2 separate regions of the Rattus norvegicus genome follow, and region 1 is linked to region 2. A link is a contact called in public Hi-C data. All regions are on one chromosome and are shown on one strand. The core of a region is the stretch at or near the end of the contact, and the rest is flanking DNA. Distances in the headings are between cores, read along the strand shown. Region 1 holds the start of Brcc3 (BRCA1/BRCA2-containing complex subunit 3). Region 2 has its middle 7.7 kb from the start of Tnfsf9.

Region 1 (3,938 bases), core at 12-2,511, 51 kb after region 2:
CTCCAGCCCAGGACCCCAGCCTGGCTCACACTCCAGCCCAGGACCCCAGCCTGGCTCACACTCTCAGCCTAGGACCCCAGTCCAGGGATGGTGGCATCTACACTCAGGAAGGGTCTTGTCTTTCAGACATATAGATATTAAAATAATGTTTAAAAAAGTTAGAATCTGAAGGGAGATGGAGGAAGCCTGCATCTGAAAGAGAGGGGAGGTGCAGTGTGGAATGAGAGGAGTGGAAACTGTGGTTGGGATGTATTATGTGTATGAGGTAAGAAAAATAGAGATGTGTTTCCAGTGACTCCATACCCAGTTGACAACGACAGTTAATCTGATACTTTTTCTTAATTTAATTTTTAATTTAAAAAATTTTCAAGACAAAGATTCTCTGGCTGTCCTGGAACTCACAGAGATCCACCTACCTCTGCCTCCCAAGTGCTGGGATTAAAGATGTGTGCTATCAGGAGCGGGCGGGCACCCAAAATGGACGTCAGCACTAGGAAGTCTAGTCTGCCCTGACTCCCCAGAGCGACTCACAGCCCACGTCCGCCCTGGCGCAGGAACGTTGCCCAGCGTACTACCTGGCCTGCTGCGTAGGCCTCCCGGCGGCTCTCCCTGCCGCGCAGGCCTTCTTAGCCGCCACCCAAGTCCCACAGGACCCACCCCTAAGGCCCAAACTCCGCTCCTAGGTCCTAGGCTCCTCCCCTACGCCCCAGGATCCGCCCCTAAGGCCCTGGCGGACACCGCCCCTAAGCCTCAGGCTCAGCCCCTGTGGAACCCAAGACCCTAGGCCAGGGCTGGACCGAGGGTCAAGCGCTGGGCTGGTAAGGCTGCGTCTGAACAGCCCCCTTAACGCCGGCCACGCCCCTCGGCCAAGCTTCCGCCCCTGGGCGGGGCGTCCGAGCACCGGCTTGCACAGGCGGCCGGAAACCCTTAGCGGATTTAAGTGCGGGCCCCGCCCCTGACCCCGGGTTCCGCCTCTGATTCCCCAGGCTCCGTCCCTGGGCGGGACGTCCGAGCACCCGTTCGCACAGGCTGCCTTAAGCCCTTGGCGGACGTGAGTGCGGGCCCGGCCCCTGAGCCCTGGCTCCGCTCCTGAGCCCTAGGCTCCGTCCCTGGGCGGGGCGTCTGAGCACTGGCTCGCACAGGCGGACAGAAGCCCTTGGCGGATGTGAGTGCGGGCCCGGCCCCTGAACCCCAGGCTCCGTCCCTGGGCGGGGCGTCTGAGCACCCGCTTGCACAGGCGGCCGGAAGCCTTGGGCGGAAGTGAACGGGGAGACGATGGCGGTGCCGGTGGTTCAGGCCGTGCAGGCTGTCCATCTGGAGTCGGACGCCTTTCTGGTTTGTCTGAACCACGCCCTGAGTACGGAGAAAGAGGAGGTGATGGGTCTGTGCATCGGGGAGCTGAACGACGACGTAAGGAGTGAGTCCAAATTCGCACACGCCGGAAGTGACGTGTGCACGGTTCCGGAGAAGGTGGATTCGATCAGAGTCGTCCACATCCACTCGGTCATCATCCTGCGCCGTTCTGACAAGAGGAAGGACCGCGTGGAGATTTCCCCAGAGCAGCTGTCTGCAGCCTCGACTGAGGCGGAAAGGTTGGCGGAACTCACTGGCCGTCCCATGAGAGTCGTCGGCTGGTACCATTCGCACCCTCACATAACGGTGTGGCCTTCACACGTGGATGTTCGCACGCAAGCCATGTACCAAATGATGGACCAAGGCTTCGTGGGACTTATTTTCTCCTGTTTCATAGAAGACAAGAACACAAAGACCGGACGTGTCCTCTACACTTGCTTCCAATCCGTACAAGCCCAGAAAAGCTCAGACTATGAGAGAATCGAAATCCCCGTCCACGTCGTTCCCCACGTCACCATCGGGAAAGTTTGCCTGGAGTCCGCGGTGGAGCTGCCGAAGATCCTGTGTCAGGAGGAGCAGGACGCGTACAGGCGGATCCATAGCCTCACACATCTGGACTCGGTGACCAAGATCCACAATGGCTCGGTCTTCACCAAGAATCTGTGCAGCCAGATGTCGGCGGTGAGTGGGCCTCTGCTGCAGTGGTTAGAGGACAGATTGGAGCAAAACCAGCAGCATCTGCGGGAGCTGCAGCGGGAGAAGGAGGAGCTCATGGCGGAGCTGCGTTCGCTCGAATAAATCGAGGGAGCAGCAAAAAAAAATCCGGGCGGGGGGACGTGGAGTGAACGGAAATACCTCGAGTACAATTTATTAAACAAAAATCAATTTTGAAAAAGATAAAGTCGGAGGGCCTACATTAACATAACTTCAAGATTTATTATTGTAAAGCTACAGTGATCAAGATACGATGATATTTGCAGAAGAATCAATGCAACAGGGAAGAAAATCCGGAAATAAACCCAACAATAATGTGCTTAACTACGTTTGAAAAAGTACAAATGTGATTCAAAGAGGAAAAGACAGTCATTTATTTCAACAAATCAAACCTTCTCAAGCTAACAAAATATATACAATAAATAAATATGTAAAAGAGTCTCTGAATGTATCACGGATTTAAATCCAATATGGAAGACTTAGGGAAAAAAGTTATTCCAAAAAAGTTTTCAGGACTTAAGGACTTAACATTTTCAACTCCAAAGCACAATATCACAAGAAAACAAAGTAGAGAGATTGGACTTTGTTAAAATTAAAGCTGTTTATTCTGCAGAAAGATGAAGAGGAAACCGTCGGTGAAAAAGATGTGTCTGAAACTCGAAAGTAAATAGCACCAGTAGAAATGAAAAGAGACGTAAACATTGTCACTAAAAATGGTGAAAATAGCAAATCCTGTTGAGGGGGCAAATGAGATTCCTCACCAGTGACGGGAATGTAAAAATTCATCGACTGGGTAGAAAAGTTTGGAAATTTTTTTTAAGTTAAACATACACTTAGCATGACCCAGCCACCAAGCTGCACTGTCTTGGTACAAAAACTTTTACAAAATTTTTCTTGGTAGTTTTATCTGTGGAAGCTGCAAATCAGAAACAGCCCAGATTTTCTACAGTGAGTCCACAGCTAAAGAAACCGTTCTTATGGTGGAATATTACTGTGTAGGAAAAAGGAACATACCGCCTAATGGTTTTGTCACTGAACTACATCTCAGCCTGACTTAACTGGATTTGGAATCATGTAAATACAACGTGTACATGAAGGTGTTTTCAAAAAAGTTTTAAGTGGGGAGAGAAGACTGATCTTTAACGTAGGTGACACCATTCCATGGGGTAGGGCCCCAGACTGAATAAAAAGAAGGGAATGATCAGATCATCAGGTCTGTCAAACATGGAATATATGCCTTCAAATTGTGAGCCAAGATAAACCCTACCTTACATAAGTTGCTTTTAGCAGGTCTTTTGTCAAAGAAATAAAAAAGTAAAAAAGCAGTGACAGTGACCTGTCATCTAAGATGGCTCTACCCATCAAAACTACCTTTTAAAATTGACAAAAATACGTATGCCAGTTCCAGTTTTCATGTGCTTAGCAGATTGATGTTCATTTTCTTTTGCTGGTGAAAAGTGGCTCCTTTAAAACAAATACCCTAAAGATAGTTGGATCTTGATTTTTAATCCAGCAAGCAAGTTTTCATTTCTTCATTGGTAAATCAGGTTTATTTGCATTTAAGATTATACATGGAAGATGATTACTTATTTTAACTACTTTGTTCATTGATTTTCTGGTTGACTGTTTATTGTTTTCTTTCTCTCCATTTGGGGTTTGCTTGTTTACTTAGAAATCACCTGATCATTGCAAAATAGAAGACTTTTTAAAATTAAAAATAAAAAAAAAATCAATATTTATTTGTGATAAAAGTCATTCTTAAAGTTGGTCCCTTAAGGAAATCAAGTGGGCTTCTTGTATGTTTATGGACATCTCTTTCTTTAGGTTAGGTAAGTTTTCTTCTAATTTTGTTGAAGATGTTTACTGGCCCT
Region 2 (4,255 bases), core at 929-3,428:
ATAGTGGAAAGTGGGCAGAACCTAGAGTGATTGGTAAAGAAGTCGGAGGAACCAGAGAAGCGAGGATGTGGGGCTTGAGAAAGCGAAGGTGCCATTGGGAAGGACTGCAAATGAAGGTTTAGAGAGCGTGACAACTGGGAAGTTGACAGGACTCAGAGGGAATGACAGAACAGGTGGGAGGAACTAACAAGTGTCTCCTGGAAGCTGAAGGGTAGTAGAGGTAGAATGGGAGGGAAGTGGAAAGGGTCAAGGGAACCGGCAGGACTCAGAAGATTGACAACTGGGAAGTGGGCGGAGCCTAAGGAGAATGGCTGAGAAGTTTCTGGGCTTGAAAACCAGATTCTACTCTCAAGTGGCACCCATGGGCTCTGGCCGCTTTCGTGCTGCTGACACTGGCCCATTAGGAAGGACAGTGACCTGGCTCCCCTTACAACATCCGCACTGATCGTATCCCGCGGTTATACAGGCTTCTCCGGGGTGCCGGTCCTGGGCTTCCAGGTTCTAACATCACGTCCTTCCAAGGCTCAGCCAGAATGCTGGGCAGACCCTCCCACCTGCATCCCCTGCAGCTGGGTCGAGGATGCCTTCCACAAGGGGGCGCGTGTGTCCCGCGCTGGGATCCACGGCTGAGCAGGAGGTAGCTCTGCACAGAGCTGGCACCTGGATGTCCTAGTGGAATACTGTTTTTGTTCTTCTTGTTTGCTTGCCTTTGTTTTTAATTTGTTTCATTTCGTGCTCGGTGTTTTGCCTACCTGCATGTCTGTGTGAAGGTGTCAGAAGCCCTGGAACTGGAGTTACAGACAGGTGTGAGTTGCCATGTGGCTGCTGGGAATTAAATTTGGGTCCTCTGGAAGAGCAAGAGCAGCCAGTGCTCTAAACCGCTGAGCCACCTAGTTGTTTTTTAAAGATAGAATCTCTCACTGGTTGGGGGAGCCCAGAGCTATTTGTCAAGGATGGTTTGCCAGTGAGTTCCAGGAATCCTCCTGGGTCTACTTTCCAGAGCTAAGAGTATAAGCATTTGCCAGCTTGTCTTTTTTCTTTTAAATGAAACGAAACGAAACGAAACAAAACAAAACAAGAAGCCAGGGGTGCTGGGGATCAAACTCAGATCCTCATGCTAACGAGACAAATATTGTTGGCTGAGCTATATACGCTCGGCATATTTAAAAACGTTTAAACATTTTACTTGTATTTATCAGTATATGTGTGTGTCTCAGCTGTCTCAGGGTAAGTGCAGATGACATGCAGTGCCTATGAAGTCCAGAAGAGGGCGTCACGTCCCCTTGGATCTGGAATTACAGGAGGTTGTGAGCCACCATGTGATGACTTAACCCTGGAAGAGCAGAGTGGGAGTACTCTTATCTCTTCCCTTTTCTTACCTCTTTTCTTCCCCTTTCTCCTCTTTCTGTCCTCATGAGACAGGGTCTATCTTTATAGCTAAGGCTAGCCTGAAGCATACATAGTCAGGCTGGCCTCAAACTTGGGGACAATGTCCCTACTTTAGCATCCCAAATGCTCAGATGACAGATATAAATGGCCACACCTTGCCTTTTCAGTGTGTTTGACAATGATCTCTCTGTCTCTGTCTCTGTCTCTGTCTTTGAGAGAGAGAGAGAGAGAGAGAGAGAGAGAGAGCACGAGCGTGACTGTGATGATTTGTGGTTACTGTGAGCGTCTGTTCTATGTCCTGGCTGTGGGTGTCATTTGTGTTTCTGTTTAACTGTGACTGTCCAATGGCTGTGTCCTCTGCCAGCACTGGGGAGTCCCTTCCAGATAGTAGTCAGGCTGGGATTCCCTTTCTATTCAGCCTGGCTGATTTCCTATCACTGAGCTAACTCTTGCCCCTCTGAAGGGTCCCCAGCCTGCCCGCCCCCTCCAACTTTCTCAGGGGAGTACCTGTTGATTTTCCCTTCCTCCAGACAGCTACCTTTTCTATCTTGTTGGGTGCCTAGTTGACTATAGGCTGTTCATGGCTAAAAGGAAGGAGGAGGAGGAAGATAGGAGGGGAAAGGAAGTGGAGGAGGAGGAGGGGAGGGGAAGGGAGGGAGGAGAAGGAGGAGAAAGAGGAGGAACCCAAACAAAACTTTGCCCACAGGGAAGTGCAGGCTAGAGCCACACCGCAGTGTGAGCAAATCCCCGGAAGCAATTGTAATGCAGACTCCTCTGCAGCCCTTGGTTTGCTCAGGCCGGAAGAGCCTGTCACGGTGGTTCAAAGACATGAGCTAACTACTGTCTTTGCTCCGTGTGACTGGTGATCTCATCGACATTAATCTGAACAATTTCCTCTTGATGACTGGAGAGATTTCTGTTCTCTTCACTTTCTGCTGCTTCTGGGCTTTGTCGTTGTTGTTGTGTTGTGTTGTTGTTGGTGGTCTAGGGGTCTCACATAGCCCAGGCTGGTCTGCAACTAGACTTGGAACTGAGGCTGATCTTGAACTCCTGATCCTCCTAACTCCACCTCCAGAATCCTGGCTCTGCGTAGTTCTCTTCGAACCCTCGCAGGTCATCTCGGAGGCGGGAACTGGGTACTGAATTTCAGTACTTCAAGCCCATGTGTGTAGACACCGAGACATGCTAGGCTGTCTAGGCTGCCAGTGGCAAGGATGGCGATGGCTGCACTTCCTGAGTGCCCGCTGGCAACATTCTGGTTCTTGCACTGCGGATACCTTGCTTTTTGAGATAGTCATTGGTGTTAATTTCACGTCTCAGAGGGGAACACTGAGGCGCCAAGAGGTATTTGCTCAGGAGGTGGGGCTGGGATTTGAACCTATGCTGTGAAGCTTCCATATGCCACCATAGGAGGGTCAGGGAAGTTGACTTTTAAGCCTGGCAGCTGGTGTGTGCATGCAAGCTCAGTACATTGGAGTCGGAGGCTGCCCTGGGCTGATAGCAATCAATATCTGACTCAAGATAAGACAACAGAAAGCAGTTGACACTCATTGGGTGTGCTGGTGGCCAGTACCTGCCATCCTAGCCATTTGGAGCACTGAGGTGGAGGTGGACATGAACCTAGGACTTGGAGGCCAGCCTGGGCAACTTGGGTACACTCTACATCAAAAAACAAACAAACAAACAAACAAAAAAAAACAAAAGAGAAAGTTAACACTATAGTGCTTAAGGTAGTGCACATGTAACATCCCAGCTTAGTGGCTGAGACGTGAAGATTGCTAGGCCTCGCCTAGAATCCCCCAGTGAGGGTTTGGGGTCACAGTCAGGGTGGGGTCTTGTCTAGAATCTCCAGTGAAGGGCTGGGAGCTTGACCTCGGGGTGGAGCCCCACCTAGAGTCCTCCAATGAGGGGCTAGAGGTGTGGTCCAGGGATGGAGCTTTTGCTGGAGCTCGTTCTAGCTGACACTGAGTGTAGTGAGAGCAAATTTAAATGGAATCCTGCCTTAGAAACCTTGGGATAGCAAACCTTTGCTTTTCTTCTCAGAAAATACCATGTGTGACTATAATTCTGGGGGACATGTGTTCAGTGGACCTGAGAGGTGGGAGAGGAGTCTCTAGGCCGACACTGTAGGGCAGGTCCCTATAACTGCTTTCTTCCTTTGAGTTCTTCCAGGCTCTGAGGACAGCTAGGGCTCACGGTCACTTCACCACGTGGGTGGGTGGTGAGGAAGGTAGGGAGGGGGAACTCAGCTCAACATGGTGGTTAGAGCTTCCTGCCTCTGAGGTCCTAAGCACAGCGCTTCAGGATTGTCAGCTACAGACTAGGGAATGCTGTCTGCTTTCCCAGAAAGGGAGGTCCAGAGTTCTGTGAAGGCACACAGCTCAGAACGTCCCTGGAAGACCTTCGTCGCCTTGCTTCCTATTTTATGGTGAGTCTCTGGGTCTACATGGCACATGGGTTGATGAGTCTACATGACGTGGGCTGATGCCCCCTAGGTAGAACAGAGGGAGTATTTCTCACTTAAGTTCCTAGTGGCTGAAGCATGTCATCCCAGCACTTGGGAGGTAGAGGCAGGAGGAACAGGAAGACATTCAAGGTCATCCTTTGTTAAGAAGTGAGCTGCCTAGACTGGGTTCCATGAAACCCAGTCTCAAAAAATATTTAGGAAGAGGAAGGGGGCCAATGAGAGTGAAAGTGGGACAAGGGAGGACCATGGGTATATAGGTGGGACAAGGGAGGACCATGGGTATATAGGTGGGACAAGGGAGGACCATGGATATATAGGTGGGACAAGGGAGGACCATGGGTATATAGGTGGGACAAGGGAGGACCATGGGTATATAGGTGGGACAAGGGAGGACCATGG

What was found. A called contact is a pair of places that touch in the nucleus more often than the background predicts.
Region 1: a contact with region 2 is called in a Hi-C map of mammary epithelial cells, with 2.3 times the contacts expected there. The contact joins the promoter of Brcc3 here to the enhancer-like site in region 2. A contact is called at or near these places in 3 of 12 Hi-C or Micro-C datasets (the A7r5 cell line, kidney and mammary epithelial cells).

What each region holds. Positions count from the first base shown.
Region 1 is chr9:2,072,666-2,076,603 of GRCr8, forward strand. It overlaps Brcc3 (BRCA1/BRCA2-containing complex subunit 3), which reads left to right and starts at 1,262. Exons shown (of 1, transcript NM_001127300.1): 1 at 1,262-3,804. The coding sequence starts at 1,276. The coding sequence ends at 2,151.
Region 2 is chr9:2,021,198-2,025,452 of GRCr8, forward strand. No RefSeq gene overlaps it. Among named protein-coding and RNA genes, the nearest start is that of Tnfsf9, 7.7 kb to the right of the region's middle. Within about 2 kb of position 2,179, at least 40 of the 93 cell types and tissues checked have an H3K27ac peak or open chromatin away from gene starts, as enhancers often do. A contact at or near this core is called in the A7r5 cell line, where this site is marked.